Linked DNA regions of Mus musculus: regions 1, 3, 4 and 5 are each linked to region 2. Evidence: chromatin contacts called from public Hi-C, capture Hi-C and promoter capture Hi-C data. All regions are on one chromosome and are shown on one strand. The core of a region is the stretch at or near the end of the contact, and the rest is flanking DNA. Distances in the headings are between cores, read along the strand shown. Region 1 holds the start of Dennd2a (DENN/MADD domain containing 2A). Region 2 holds the start of 1700025N23Rik (RIKEN cDNA 1700025N23 gene). Region 3 holds the start of Klrg2 (killer cell lectin-like receptor subfamily G, member 2). Region 4 has its middle 32 kb from the start of Clec2l. Region 5 overlaps Slc37a3 (solute carrier family 37 (glycerol-3-phosphate transporter), member 3).

Region 1 (2,700 bases), core at 109-2,608, 490 kb after region 2:
ATAGTACATTTAAAAAAATTAATTCAAAATCAAGTTCAAGGTCTGTCTAAGCTACCTGAGACCCTGCCTCAAACAAACAAGTCCCTGAACTGAGCCTGCCTGCCTACCAGTAATCCTGAATTTAGAGAGTTAAGACAAAAGGGAGGACTTTAAGTTTGAGGCCAGCCTGGGTCACATACTGAGACCCTGTCTCAAATAAATAAACTGTCTGTTTCTGTTTGCCTTCTGCTTCCTCTCTGAATCTCCAACTCTCTCCTCTGTGGTCCATTCCCTAAAGAGCCTATTCAACTCTTCAGGTGTTTGGTACTGAAGGAGAAAGGCTTTTCTATAGTAACCACAGCAGGTGCAAGTGTTTCATAACAAATTACTGTAAAGTGCCTATTATAACACTATTACCACACTCCACAATTACCTGTCTTTTGGGGAGCTATAGTCACAACCCTGAAAGCCATCAGAGCACCCGGCCAGAAGTCAGCCTGCTCCTTCCTCAGCAGGCTGGTTAAATTAGGGTCCCAGCTCTCTCCTTGTTCCAATCCAGGGCCAAAGGAAGGCACTCCTTAGCTTCCTGTGTCTGCCCCTCACTACAGGATTCCGGGCGCTGAGCTCCCTCTGGCTCAGTGGTCTGACTCCATATCACAGTGACTCTCCTGCACAGGACTATATCCTGTGTGGTTAAGAGACTTACCCTGGGCTCCATCTACTCCCAACTCCATCCTTGGGGAGGAAAGTGGGAGAAGTAAACTTCAACGTACCCCACTTTCCACCACGACAAATCCCGACTAGAGCCGCCTGGACTCCCCCACCCCAGCGTACACACTCGGTCTCACACGCGCGTACTCACTCACAGCCGCCCGGGAGCTCCGGCACAGCGCAGGGCCGGGCTCTGCCCAGTTTCTGCAAGTTTCTTCGGCCCTGAAGTTAGCCCGACCCGGGAAAGAGCTGTGGATCGCTTCCTGCGCGGGTCCCCAGGGCCCCGCTGAAGCGTCCCCAGCGCCGCCTGCGAGGAGCCCCGGCTTGCGCCTGCAGTCTCCTCGTCGCCCCCGCGCGTACCCTCCCGGGTCTCCCCCGAGGTCGCCCGCACTCCGGCGCCCAGCCCTACCTCTCTACGGGCGTCGGCTCCGCGGGTTCTGGGGCGCAACTCGCGGTCGCCCGGGGCAGGGGCGGCGGGGGCCTGGGGCGCCATGGCCCGCTGCCCTCCGCGCCTTTGTCCGCGCGGCCTCCCCCGGCCGCCGCGAGCCCCTCGGGTCCCCGCCGCGCGCGCTCCCGTCCGGTCCCCGCCGCCTCCGGCCTCGGAGGCGTGCTGCGTCTCCTCTGGCCTCCCGCGCGCGCGGCCCCTTCCTCTGCCCTGGGCTGCGCCGCGACCGTCTGCAGTGACGCGCGCCCCCTCCTCCCGACCCATCCCGCGGCTCCAGTGAGCTAATCCGCAGCTGGCGGGCGCCCGGCCGGTTGCCACAGCAACCACTCTCCCAGGGCCCGCCGCCGAGGGGAGCCACGGTAAACAGGACCTTCTGCCGCACTCACTCGCCCCCTCGCCTTTCGAGGGGTGGGGGAGACGGTGGCTTAACCTTTTCTGTGCTGAAGATCGCCGAACCGGTTCTCTGCTACCCCGACTGAGGTCCATTCTTGAGATGCGCTTAGCCAGGGGCCGAGAACCAGATTTAGACAGCACCAAAGCCGTAGCCACACTCCCTGCCCTTGCTTTGTTTCTGAGCAGTTAGGGTGGACGCCTCAGGCAGAATTGGGCTCCACATTTGCCCCCAAGCAACTGACAGTCATGAGATAGGCCTTCGAGGCCCAGTTTGCCCATAAGCAACAACTCACAGTCATGAGACAAGCTATTTGGACCCAAGGGTCCATATTTGCCCCTAAGCAACTCAGGAGCCTGGGCCATAAGGATCCAGGGGCCCACCTCCCTACAGAAGGGTACAGAATGGGTCCCAAGCCCTGGTCAGGAAAAGTGATCAGAGAACTGGCTTTCTACAGCACACCGGTCCCACGGTCCCACGGTTCCACGGTCCCACGGTCCCACGTACACAGGGTGCAGTCAAAGCACTCACACAGGAGGTTTTTAAGACAGTAGGATTGCCAAATTGGGGGGCTGGTGAGATGGCTCAGTGGGTAAGAGCACCCGACTGCTCTTCCAAAGGTCCAGAGTTCAAATCCCAGCAACCACATGGTGGCTCACAACCATCCGTAATGAGATCTGACTCCCTCTTCTGGAGTGTCTGAAGACAGCTACAGTGTACTTACATATAATAAATAAATAAATCTTAAAAAAAAAAAAAAAAAAAGGATTGCCAAATTGGAGTCCACTTGAAAATGCTGTGGGGGCCTTAAGGGAGCCAACACAGGCTGGGGCATTCTCTGGGGCTTTGGTGACCAGCGATAGTGAATCAGTTATAGAAGGTGGAGAAACAGGGCAAGAAAAGACAGCCTGAAAAGAGGGAAGAGTGTGACTGGTGTTGTGGGGGTGTCACATTATGGTATTTGGGGGACCCTTAAGTGGGAGGGAATAAGGATCGATGGGTAGGCCTGGAGGGATTCAAGTGGCCTGGGCAGAATTTGAATATTATGCTAAAGGCAAAGGGGTCCAAGCAGAGAAACACCAGATGCTAAGTGCTCAGGCCTGACAGTGACAATTTATCTGCCCTGAGGGTAGGTGCCAGCCAGTCTCCTTCCTGGCTATTAGAGACCTTCAAG
Region 2 (2,857 bases), core at 207-2,706:
GAGAGAGAGAGAGAGAGAGAGAGAGAGAGAGAGATCAGCATTCTTATTCATGTTTGTACACATGGAGGTCAGAGGTCAACATGAGGTAGCTGTCATTCTCTACCCACGATCCCCCCTTCTCCCCGAGACAGGGTTTGCCATCAGATCTAGATCATGCCATGTCAGCTAGACTGGCTTGTCAGTGTTTTCTGGAATCCTCCATCTCTGTCCCCATTCCTAGGGTACAGAGAAGGCTGCCATGCCTAGTTTTTATATGGGTGTTAGGGATCTGAACTTGGGTCTTTGAGCTTGTTCCGCAAGCACTTACACACTGAGCCATCTCGCCAGCTCCAGCAGATGCTATTTCTATTTTAAGCATGTTGAGTGAGCCTCCAGCCTTTTCTTCCAAGGACACTTGGGGAGGGGGAGGGGGAGGGGGCGTATTTTATCTCTTTGAAACAGGATTTCTCACTGAACCTGGAGCTTGCTAATTTGGTTAGACCAGCGGCCATCAAGACCCAGGTTTGCTCCTGTCTCTTGTTCACTGGTGTAGGGATGACAGAAGTGGTCCTCAACCTGTGGGTTGTGACCTCTTTGGGGATCCCAGGGGTCGCCTAAGACCATCTACATATCCGATATTTACATTACAATTCATAACATGTCATCACTACACTAAAAACAAAATGAGCCATGATTCTTTCAAAACAGCCAATTGCCCTGATGGAGCCGTAGTATTTGTCTCATCCTCTTTTGACGTATCATCCACACACTTTTCTTTATGACGGCCAGCGTGGGCGTGCCTCCCTCTGGGTCCCCAGGGATGTGTGTCCCTCTCTTCTCCCATCTCACCCACGTCCACTTGCTCACACCATGGCTGAACTGGGGAGCCGAGGAGAGCGATGAGCCAGTGTGCTTTCGTGCACCTCTTGTGCCTGGCTCAGGGCTCACAGCCTGGGTAAAGGAATGAATGGTTCCCCAAGCTGAATGAGAAGCTCTGTTCCCCACAAGCCTCTCCTCTACAACACCAGTGACGTCCCGTTGCCATGATCTGTTAGAAGTGTGGCTCCCCTTGTCACTCTGGATCTCTGGCACCACGCCCAGCAGCTGTCTAAGGTGTTCACGGTGAGAGCCCTGGTAGAAGGTGCTCAGAACACACTCCCAGCAAGACTCTGGGCTCACAGGTTTCCTCCCTGGCCTTCATTTTTCCTCCCCTGTATCATGAAGAAGTCAGATACAATGATTTCTATGGTCCCTTTCAGGAACTGGGGCGTCCCCATTTACCATCCGTTTGCTGCCCTCTGCTGGCAGCTCAGCTCAGGCCCTTTGTGTCCCGGAGATCCTGGACTTTTGTTGCCTGGCCTGGATCTAACTCAAATGAAGGGTGTGTTTCTTTTTACCTTGTGTGCTTACTTTTCCTATCCTGGGGTCACTCGAGGTTACAGGAAGGCTCTTGAGGGGCCCCATCACAGGTCACCAACAACCCCCCCCCCAGAGTGGGCCTGAGTGCCTACAAAGTCAGAACACTGGCCCATTGTGATGCTCACGGGTCACCTGAGTCAAAGTTTAGGGGCAGTGAAAGCCAGTGCAGAGAAAGAATAAATGAAGGTGTTGACTTTATAATGAAGGCATCAGTTAACCCAACCAGTGAGCTCCTCCTTTTAACAAATCCAGACAGGTTATAATCACATGAGCTTAGTTGGGAGCCAGCACCATTTATTTACCCATCAGAGAAACAGCTCCTACATCTAATTTATATATATATATATATATATATATATATATATATATATGCATAATACATACATATATACACACATACACACAATTCATGTTTTGTGTGTGTATGTGTGAGAGATGTGTGTGTGTGTGTGTGTGTGTGTGTGTGTAGAGGGAAAGGGAGAGAGAGAGTTCTATATTGTGGTATAGTCACCATGTCCCTTCCTCCCTACCTCTCTTTCTTCTTTTCTCTCACATTCTAGCATTTGTTAGGACTCCTGTGGTTGCAGATAGCAGGGTTCAAAGTGTCACTGACTTGGTCCACGAGTGGGAACCTGCCTGGAGCAGACAGGACCAAGAATTCTATGAGGCACCAGGAAATGATCTCTGCCCTTGGCCTCTGCCTCTCACTTTACATCTACTTTGTTTCTTTCTTGAACCAACTGGTATTTTGTGCTCACTAACCCACAAAGCAGAAGGCGGCCACCAACAGCTCATGATATACCCACTCTCAACTCCAGGCTCCTTTTTCTCTGTCCCAACCCAGTTTTCTACACTGGTCCCCTTGGACTAACTAGTCACGTCTTCCAGAGCTGACTACACAATTTGTAAGGCCTAAAGTGAAATGCAAACATGGGGCTCTTTACTGGAAAGGCAGGAGGACTGCTGAGCATTCGGGTGGAGCACGGCTCACTTTCCTCCAAGGTCTCTCGTTTGCCATGGTGCTGTTTCATTTCTACTCAGTCATCCTTAGTAAAGAAAAAAAATCACCTACATTTTCAATTATTTCCTTGAATTTTTCCACCCATCTTTATATCATACAAAGCCAGTTTCCAAAGTTGCGTGCAGAGCCACAGAAGTAGTGCAATTCATGTTTTGTGAAGTCAACAGCCAGAGGACACAAACAAACCAAACTGCTGAAGATGGAAAGCAAAAGAGGAAGTATCCCCAGAACCCCCAAACTTCTTCAGACCTGGGCTGAGAAAGCGCAGACCTTCACGGGTGCCCTGAACCCCAGTCCCAAGCCTGACTGCAGGTGGGGTCTGGGAAAGTCAGTCCAGCTGTCTCCCCTTCCCACAGTCCCCACAGCAGAGCACTACTTCCAGGAGTCTTGGATCTGTGCACCCTCTGGCCAGTCCCACCACATACCCATGTTCTTCCA
Region 3 (2,700 bases), core at 15-2,514, 430 kb before region 2:
GAAAAAGTAAACCAACACAGGGGCTTTCTGCACTGCTAGACTTGCCTCTCCTTCACACGCAAAGCAAAACACATGCCATCTGGCGCGGGGCCAGCTCAGCGTGTGTGCTGATGGGTGACCCTCCTGAAGGCGGAAAGGAGCCCAGCCCTTGGAAGTGTACCCAGGCCACCACTGCCACGTGATTCTGAATCATCTCCCCTCACCTTACCCAGAGTTCTACTTCTCCAAGATGCTGCGCACACTAAGAAGGAAGGAAAGTTTCCGGGAGGAGGGCTAGGGGCAGGATCCTGGGTTGATTCTTATTAATTCTGAGACAGAAGCAGGATGGATTTGGGGGCAGCCAGATTGGCTTCTGGTTAGTCTAGTTCAGGGACCGGGCACGAGCACTTTTGAGCACTCACCTATGAGCGTGATGGCCCGCGGCAGTTTCTTGCCATCTATGCCTGCGCGCTGCAGCAGCGCGTCATCTTCTTTGGTCAGTCCGGGCTCGCGGCAGCGGCAGCGGCAGGCGGGCGAGCCCGGGGGGACCATGCAACCCTCAGCGGGGCTGACAGACTCGGTGGCGTTCGCGGCAAGCGGCGATCCTCGGCTCCACGTGGAGCCTGGTGACGGGGCGCGGGGCAGCCACTGGAGCGTGGGAGCGGAGCGGCGGGCGAAGGCTGGCGATTCGGGCACTGGCACGGTGAGAAAGCGCGTGGACGGCGCAGGCGAGGGCGCGCGACTAGCCCCAGCCGCGCCCACGGGCTTCACGCGCACGTCCACCTGCAGCTCCACGGGCGCCCAGGACGCGGGTGCGGGCTCTCCTGACGCCGTCCAGGGCTCCAGCTCCGCCTCTCCATCCCGGGGCTGCTCGGCCCACGAGGGGCTCGGAGACGGCAGCTCGCGGCTGCACGAGCCCAGGCGGCGGAAGGCGCCGTAGCCCAGACTGAGCGGCGGTACGCGAGGGGAACCGGACAGGGCTGGAGACGGAGACTTCTCCGGGAGCTCCTGGGGCTGCGCGTCCGGCTCCTCCCACCCGGTCCGCTCCGGCCTCGGGCTGTCTTCGGAGGCCCTGGGTTGGGGCGCCTCCGCCGGGACCTGCGGCGGCTCCATTCCCGAGCTTTCCGAGGGCTCCTCTGGGGACCCGGTCTCACCCTGGCCTCCTCTAGACGCTTCCCGGGTCCGCTCCGTCCTCCGCGCCGACTCGAGACTCGCCGTGCGAGCGTCGCGTTCTAGGCTGGGTCCCCAGAAGTTTCGGGTCGTTCACGTTGTCAACTAACAGCTTCACTAGAGGACCCTGTGTGATTGGCTGTGGCTATGGATTGGCCACACCCTCGGAACTCCAGCCTGGCCTTTCCGTGGCACCGGTTGCTGGGAGGACCCGGTTGAGCGAGTCACAGAGTGGGCGGTGGCTCTTAAGGCAGCACTGGGAACCCAGAGACTGGCAGATTCCTTCCTCTCCTTCATCCCGAGCCCCACCCGTTACCCCTGCTGGCTCTGTGCTGCGGGTGGATTCAGTTGTAGACTGAGTGGGAAGGGATTGGCTAAATCTGCGTGGATAAGGACTTCAGACATATCAGAACAAGGAAAAGTGATGGCGACAGGGTCACCGGTTGTGGTTTGGAAGCGAGTGAAAGGTTGAAGTCCTGATTCCAACTCTGGGAGCTTGACTACTTGTAGACTTAACACGGAGAACGAGGAATGAGCCAGACGCTTTGGTCCATGCCTGTAATCCCATCACTCTGGCAGCAGAGACATCTCTGTGAGTTTGAGGCCAGCCTGGTCTACATAGCAAGTTCAGACCAGCCTGAGTTTATAGTGAAACAAACAAAAATAAAAACGAAATAAAAAAATCAAGGAGAGAATGCTCATTTCCCCATGAAGTGTCATGTGCTCTACCAGCTTAGTGAGGTAGCATGATGGTTCGAAGACAGCTTTGTGGAGAGCTTTGTGGATTTTTCTGTTTGTCTTGATTTTTGTTGTTGTTGTTGTATTTTATTTTGTTTTGCCGTTTTGGTTTCATTTTGTTTTTTGAGACAATCTCTCTAGGTAGTCCTGGTTGTCTTAGAACTCGCTATGTAGATCAGGCTGTCCTGGAACTCACGGAGTTAAAAGCATGCTGAGATTAAAGGCATGCACCACTACACTTGGCTTGAATACAATTTTTGTTATTATAGACTTACTTGTAGTGTTGACATGTATGTAGCATATGCCTGCTTTTTGAAGCTCAGCTATTTTGAACCTCGAGTTGCAGGCATTTGTGAACTGCTGGATGTCGGTGTTGAGATTTGAACTTGATTTCTGATGATAGGGCAGCAAGTTCTTATTGACAAACATCTCTCCAGTTCCTAAATAGCCTTTTAAAATACAGATTTGTTAAGGTCCCTTCCGAACTTCCTGAGTCTGAAGAGGCATGAGGCCACTACTGTTTTTAACCAGTACTCCAGGGTAGGGCTAGCAGATAAAAGAGGTAGTTTAAAGCAGAGGCAGTTGAGTTTGAGGTCAGCCTGGTCTACAGAGCAAGTTCCAGGACACCTGGGACTGCACAGAGAAACCCTGTCTTGAAAAACAACAGCTCGCCGGGCATGGTGGTGGACGCCTTTAATCCCAGCACTTGGGAGACAGAGGCAGGCGGATCTCTGAGTTTGAGGCCAGTCTGGTCTACAGAGTGAGTTCCAGGACAGCTAAGGCTACCTAGAGAAACCCTGTCTGGAAAACAAA
Region 4 (2,700 bases), core at 121-2,620, 370 kb before region 2:
GTGGCCCTCCTTCCACTGAGAGGATAGTCCCAAGGGCAGCAGCCTTTCTTCCATCTTCTTTGTAAAGGGATGCAGTGCTGAGCACCTCAGTGGGAACTTAGTGAGGATGCTAACTAGCTGGGATTCTGTGTTACTCCTGATGCATCAGCTCTGAATATGGGACTTGAGATCAAGGGAGGGGTGGTTGTGGGATGAGGTTTGCAGAGTGGCTGCCTTCTGTTTGGGGAAGCTATTGCTCCAATCCTTTCTTCACTGGGGGTCTGGTTGTTTCTGCCTGGTAGTGGGGTAAACACACACACACATCACAGTGCAGGCAGGGCACAGCCACAGCTCAGAAGCAGGGTGGTCTAAAAGGTCCCATGTGCACTTCACTTGCCAGTGATTTAGAAGAGGTCCTTCCCATGAGACTGTCTCGTGTCCTGTTCCTTACCTGGCTCCCTACAATTGGGAGCTGGGAGGATTTGCCTGGGGAAGAGCAGACGAGGGAACTCTCTCACAGGAACACTGTGCCCATCACCCTCACTGTACCTAATGGCCTCCAGGTGGGACCACTGTCTCTGCATTGAGGGAGATAAGCCACACTCCAAGTTTGTTAATGGGAATAGTGAAGGGACGGGGTGGGGGTTAGTGGAAGCTTTGATGCTACACGTCAGATGCGAGGCAGGTTAAAATCTGGTCAGTAGTTCACACCTGGAGGAGAGCACAGAGGATGTGAGAGAAGCTGCCAAAGGGTCCAAAAGACACAGCACCGACAGCGGCTTTGTACACAGCCGGGCCGTGCGGAGGGGAAGGCGCCAGGGTATCCAAGTCTCTGCTCTGTGGTAGGGCAGGTCTTTCTTGCAGCTCTTTGAGGGACAGAGCTGATAGAAACAGTTTTTCCTAGTTCCTGGGCCTTTTCTTATTTTATTTATTTATTTTCTTTTTCCTTTCCTTTCCTCTGACAAGATCAGGCATCTAATCTATATGTCCCTCCAGTCTACTCATATACACACAGCAAGAATAAAATAAATTTAAATATTATGAAGAAAACACAAAGATACCTGGAATAAATGTATACTTCAAACCCTGACTAAAATAGCAACAAGGTGATAATAATCATAATTACAGTGGCAATAATACAAACAGTCAGTACAATACTAACTTTATGAGCAGCAAGGAACACTCATTCCTGGTCTGGAAGAGAAAGGGAAGGACATGTGGAAGAGGGAGAAGCTTCAGCACAAGCAGACAGGAGGAGATGAAGGGCAAGCTCGGCCCAGCAGCTCCAGAGAGTGCTGGCCTTCCAGGTGTTGCCCATGGCAGGGCAAGCCAGGCCCACTGTCAGCTGCGACTTAGTATGGTGACTTAGTACGAGACAGTCCCATGGGAAATGCTGCCATCTAGCGGCTAGAGACTTCTGTGACAGAATTCCATGCTGCAGAGGCTCTGGGAGCCTCTGGCTCAGGGGCTCCAAAGGCTTTGCTCCGTATCCCTCTCCGAATGGATGGCTTTCCTGCTCTCTCACTTCCAGCCAGAGCTGGTCTCGGAATAATATGGTTCTGACCAGGAAGAGAAAAATGGAGCACCCTACCACAGGCCAGCATCATCCAGTCCACTCCCAGTGAGCCCTCGGCTGAAGTGGGTCACACCATGCCCAAGTCTAGCATATCTTCTTTTTGGCCCAGGGTGCACTGAGACACATCCAGTTTAGGGACTTTGTAAGAATTAATGGTTGGGCAAGTTTCCAGAGTTTTTCACAGCTAAAAGCTAAGTAAGCTTCGTTACTGAAGGAGGACAGCTATCATGAGGAGAGCCTTTCACAGTAGATTGAACAGGGCCAAAGAGGGAGGAAAGGGAGGGGGGCTGGAGGATGCTGGACTGCTGACCAGAGGCCTCTTTGTACCTGATGATGTGGATGAAGGGCCAGCTAGGACTCACATCAGGATCAAACAATTCACCCCGTCCTGGACCTGACAAGTCTCTAACATCAACGGCTCCAGAGTTTCTCGGTAGGACAGAGAACTCCTACCCACTCACTCCACTGTTCAAGGCTGGAGAAAGTATGCGGAATGCAACAAAGGTGCACAGGCTCAGGGTGGATTTCTTTGGAGCCTTAGTTGTCCATGGCGGTGTTTTCTCAGTGCAATGGATCTCTGGCCACCCCACTAGTGCCCCTCCAGCCCTCAGCTCATTCTCTCTCTCACAGGCAGAGATCAAACTGTCTAGGGAGAGCTAGGTTAATTTCAGGACAGAAGTGACAGCAGACTTACCAGTGGGTCTGCAGGGGGAGAGAGCTGGCCAAACTAGGAGCCTGCCTAGCTCCTGAGCTGGTGGAGAGAGATGTGGGTGTGTCTGAGACTACCAGGCTTCGTGCAGGAGGGAGGGACTGGGGAGGTAACATCTCCTGCCCTCTCCCTGTAAGGCTCTAAGAAGGAGGTGGTGGGCTTGGCGGCTGAGGCAGCTGCCTGGCAAAGCTGCCATTCCTAAGACTCCCTAGCGCCATCCATGGCACAGCTAGGGCAGGGTGAGGAGTCTCTCTGGATCTCCGCTCTCAAAGTAAAACTCACCGAAAGAGCCAGCTGTCACCAGTGTGCCTCACCATACGGCGCCCACGTCCCTTGTGAGATCCATGAGTCTCCCCTTTTCATTATGCGAGCTTCTCTGAAATCCTTCTGCTCACAAAGAGCCCAGGAAAGACAATCCACGTGACATTAAAACAAT
Region 5 (2,700 bases), core at 150-2,649, 280 kb after region 2:
TTTGCTTCCTTGGCTGGAGATAGCGGGACAGTGGGAGGAAGCCAAAATGAACACATTCCTACTCCATCTTGAATCTCTCACAAAATCAGCTTCAAAGCCAAGCCATCCCTGAAAGCACACAAAGGCGCTGCATTTAAAGAGATTTCCAAGTGTTCCCAGGACAAAAGAGCTGATCCATCACCCGCAGACTAAGAGAAGACAGCCCCTATAAACCACAGCCTGTCAGTCTCAAGCTGGCCCTCTTCCTTTGGACTTTTTGTTCTCACAGAAGCTGCGTGTTTACTGGTAGGACGGGTTGGGAAAGACGGCTGTGGAGCAAGCAATAAAACTTCAAATGAGATTTCCTAACTCTGAAAGATGGCAGGCGACTAACCACGCGGAAGGAGAGGCACACATGCGTACCTATGATACCTCCGACGTCGTACCAAATGGACAGCTTGTCAGCTTCGGCTTCCTTCCACCCGAAGTTGTTACTCAGATAAAAGGGCAGCCAGAAGAAGAAGGAGTAGTTCACTAGCTTCAGGCAGGCGTAGGCCAGTGAGTACTGCAGGAGAAACCACAACTGTCAACAAGCAGCATACAGCACAGCATGGGGTCCTCCCTGACCTTACCCAGAAGCCCTCTTTCTTTACTTCTACTGGTTTCCAAAAAAAGAAAGGAGGAAGGAAGGAAGGAAGGAAGGAAGGAAGGAAGGAAGGAAGGAAGGAAGGAAGGAAGGAAGGAAGGAAGGAATTATGCACAGCTTTTTCTTAACTACCCCCAGTTTCTTCTTCTATCATTTCTCTGGTAAAAGCAAGGCAGTGTTTGAAACCCAGAAAGCAGTACACACTGTACCCACGTTTCTTTATTTAGACAAAAGGTCCCTGGTGTTCATGCTTCCAACCACCATCAGCCACAGGCAAATTGGCCTAGCAAACCTCAGCTCATCTTGCTGGCAGCCAGGCTTTCTTGGTTCTCTCCCCGCAAATTTAATTCTGCAAACTACGGAGAGTTAATGACTCAGTCACAGACAGAAAGACATCTACCTGTGGACCACATCCCACAGAAAAGAGCCTTTCTGGAGGGCCAAAAAGAAAGAGCTATGGTTTCCACTGGCCTCTGGCTCTCTTCTGAAAGAGCTGCCTTAAGTGGGTGATGGCTGAGACTCCTGTACTCAACACATACATTATTACCAGGAAACCCTGACTATTAGCATCAAAGGGAAGGCAGAGGAAGAGGGCGGACTTCAAAGAGTGTCTGGCTAGAACTCCTGCACCCCACCCCCACCCCCACCCCAGTGCCAGTGATTTCCCAGGTGCCACTTGTTTTAAAAGTGCTTCCCTGGCAGGCAGGGTAGCAGACACCCCGTAGAGAGCCAAATCCTGACCACCACAGCTCTCAGCCCAGAAGCCTGCTACAAAGACAAAGGCTTAGCTAGACTTCCTCTCCACCCTGCCAGTGCCAGAGAACAATGGCTTAGGAGTACAAAGGAGCCAGCAAGTAAGTTTCTTGTTTAGCCACAACAAACTGAAGTTCTGTCTCTACCAAAACAACTGCTGGTATAATATTTTTATAACCGAAAGGCACTATGTTCATAAGAACAGGACTACAAGGGCCTAAAGGAACCAGAGTTTCCCTATCTCTATCTCTATTTCCCTATTCCCTAGCTCTAAGAATTAGAGAGTGTTACACTTGACTGACTGCCTGTTCGTAGGGTTAGTTTTTTAGCAGAGAGGCAGAGGGCAGAAGAGAGCTGGGAGGGACAGAGTAGGATGGCTGCAGACTTGCATCATGAAATCAGATGCTTTGTGAACTATACAATGAGCCAGGCAAGATGGGTGCCATCTCCATTCCCTGGCACTGAGACACAAGGATGGGTTGGGAGACTTATCCAAGTCTCACAGAAAGTTACTGGGCAAGCTGCAAACACAACCTAGGCCTCTTAACTTCCACTCCAGTGATAGGACCCCCAAAACATGAAGACAGACAGACTGCAGCAGCAGGAGGGGCTCCGCTCAGACAGAGTTGACCTGGACTGCAAAGGTTGTGGAAATGCTGGGATAAATTACCAAGAAATCCTTGTGTACTCTGTCCTAGGACTGGGCAACTCCCTACTCCCCAGAATGATCAGAATTCACAAATAGGCAGATGATGAACCATTCAAAACCCCTCTTGGTCCAGGTAAATCTGAGAGATCAAAATATTTAAAAACTTGTTAACTGTGCCTTGGCAGTTGCATGATGGATCAGCATCAGCATGTTCACGAGTCACGTCTGGACATGCCCGCCCAACCCCTGTTGTCTGAAGCTTCTATATGTGACAGGGTTTCCATGGCTACCAGGGAAGCTGACAGATGCTACACAACCACCTAGGACTGCATCAGTAGACAGTAGAAGGCAGCGTGCTCCCCACCCAGCACAGCACTGAAGGTACCACACCCGGCCAGCTGTGGAAGGAGACCAGGGAGTCCTTACCGGGATGACCCCAGGAAGGCAGCAAGCCTGATGAAAGCTTATGGCCTTCACTTGGACGACAGCCCTGTCCTCCTGGATCGAATAGTTAGGCTCATAGTCATCTTCATTTTCAGCACCATCGATGAGTGGCCTCTGTGAATCTTCTTCCGAGCTCTCCTCTGCCCCGATACTCGGGAGACCTAGGAGAGTATTAACAGCGGCCCTGTACAGACACAGCCTGTGTGCCTGGCCTTCCGAGGCTCTGCAC

The links. Hi-C and Micro-C count contacts between places; a contact is called where the count stands out from the background. Capture Hi-C pulls out chosen DNA fragments and counts their contacts.
Region 1: a contact with region 2 is called in a promoter capture Hi-C map of liver, with 3 times the contacts expected there. The contact joins the promoter of Dennd2a here to the promoter of 1700025N23Rik in region 2.
Region 3: a contact with region 2 is called in a capture Hi-C map of embryonic stem cells, with 5 times the contacts expected there. The contact joins the promoter of Klrg2 here to the promoter of 1700025N23Rik in region 2. A contact is called at or near these places in 12 of 39 promoter capture datasets (the 3T3-L1 cell line, 3T3-L1-derived adipocytes, the C10 cell line and 8 more), 3 of 15 datasets of contacts at CTCF or cohesin (the NIH/3T3 cell line and large pre-B cells), 38 of 484 Hi-C or Micro-C datasets (the AML12 cell line, B cells, the C2C12 cell line and 23 more), 7 of 115 datasets of contacts at active chromatin or transcription factors (acute myeloid leukemia, bone marrow-derived macrophages, embryonic forebrain and 4 more) and 2 of 9 other capture datasets (embryonic stem cells and macrophages).
Region 4: a Hi-C map of cerebral cortex shows a contact between it and region 2, with 4 times the contacts expected there. The contact joins the enhancer-like site here to the promoter of 1700025N23Rik in region 2. A contact is called at or near these places in 3 of 15 datasets of contacts at CTCF or cohesin (the NIH/3T3 cell line and stem cell-derived epiblast-like cells), 4 of 484 Hi-C or Micro-C datasets (bone marrow-derived macrophages, cerebral cortex, cortical neurons and 1 more) and 2 of 115 datasets of contacts at active chromatin or transcription factors (embryonic stem cells and microglia).
Region 5: a contact with region 2 is called in a Hi-C map of reprogramming fibroblasts, with 3 times the contacts expected there. The contact joins the enhancer-like site here to the promoter of 1700025N23Rik in region 2. A contact is called at or near these places in 3 of 15 datasets of contacts at CTCF or cohesin (the NIH/3T3 cell line and large pre-B cells), 17 of 484 Hi-C or Micro-C datasets (CD4 T cells, the G1E-ER4 cell line, the N1E-115 cell line and 11 more) and 1 of 9 other capture datasets (adipose tissue).

The regions. Positions count from the first base shown.
Region 1 is chr6:39,556,476-39,559,175 of GRCm38.p6, forward strand. Dennd2a (DENN/MADD domain containing 2A) reads right to left here and starts at 1,359. Exons shown (of 19, transcript NM_172477.4): 1 at 1,100-1,359.
Region 2 is chr6:39,066,130-39,068,986 of GRCm38.p6, forward strand. 1700025N23Rik (RIKEN cDNA 1700025N23 gene) reads right to left here and starts at 1,457. Exons shown (of 4, transcript NR_040523.1): 1 at 1,377-1,457. All of the region lies in intron 9 of Tbxas1 (thromboxane A synthase 1, platelet), which reads left to right.
Region 3 is chr6:38,635,975-38,638,674 of GRCm38.p6, forward strand. Klrg2 (killer cell lectin-like receptor subfamily G, member 2) reads right to left here and starts at 1,265. Exons shown (of 5, transcript NM_001033171.2): 1 at 402-1,265. The coding sequence starts at 1,092.
Region 4 is chr6:38,694,206-38,696,905 of GRCm38.p6, forward strand. It overlaps a transcript of Hipk2 not described here. Among named protein-coding and RNA genes, the nearest start is that of Clec2l, 32 kb to the left of the region's middle. Within about 2 kb of position 1,371, at least 17 of the 459 cell types and tissues checked have an H3K27ac peak or open chromatin away from gene starts, as enhancers often do. A contact at or near this core is called in cerebral cortex, where this site is marked.
Region 5 is chr6:39,346,887-39,349,586 of GRCm38.p6, forward strand. Slc37a3 (solute carrier family 37 (glycerol-3-phosphate transporter), member 3) reads right to left here. Exons shown (of 15, transcript NM_028123.3): 9 at 2,454-2,632; 10 at 403-544. Among named protein-coding and RNA genes, the nearest start is that of Slc37a3, 29 kb to the right of the region's middle. Within about 2 kb of position 1,400, at least 101 of the 459 cell types and tissues checked have an H3K27ac peak or open chromatin away from gene starts, as enhancers often do. A contact at or near this core is called in adipose tissue, embryonic stem cells, reprogramming fibroblasts and 2 more, where this site is marked.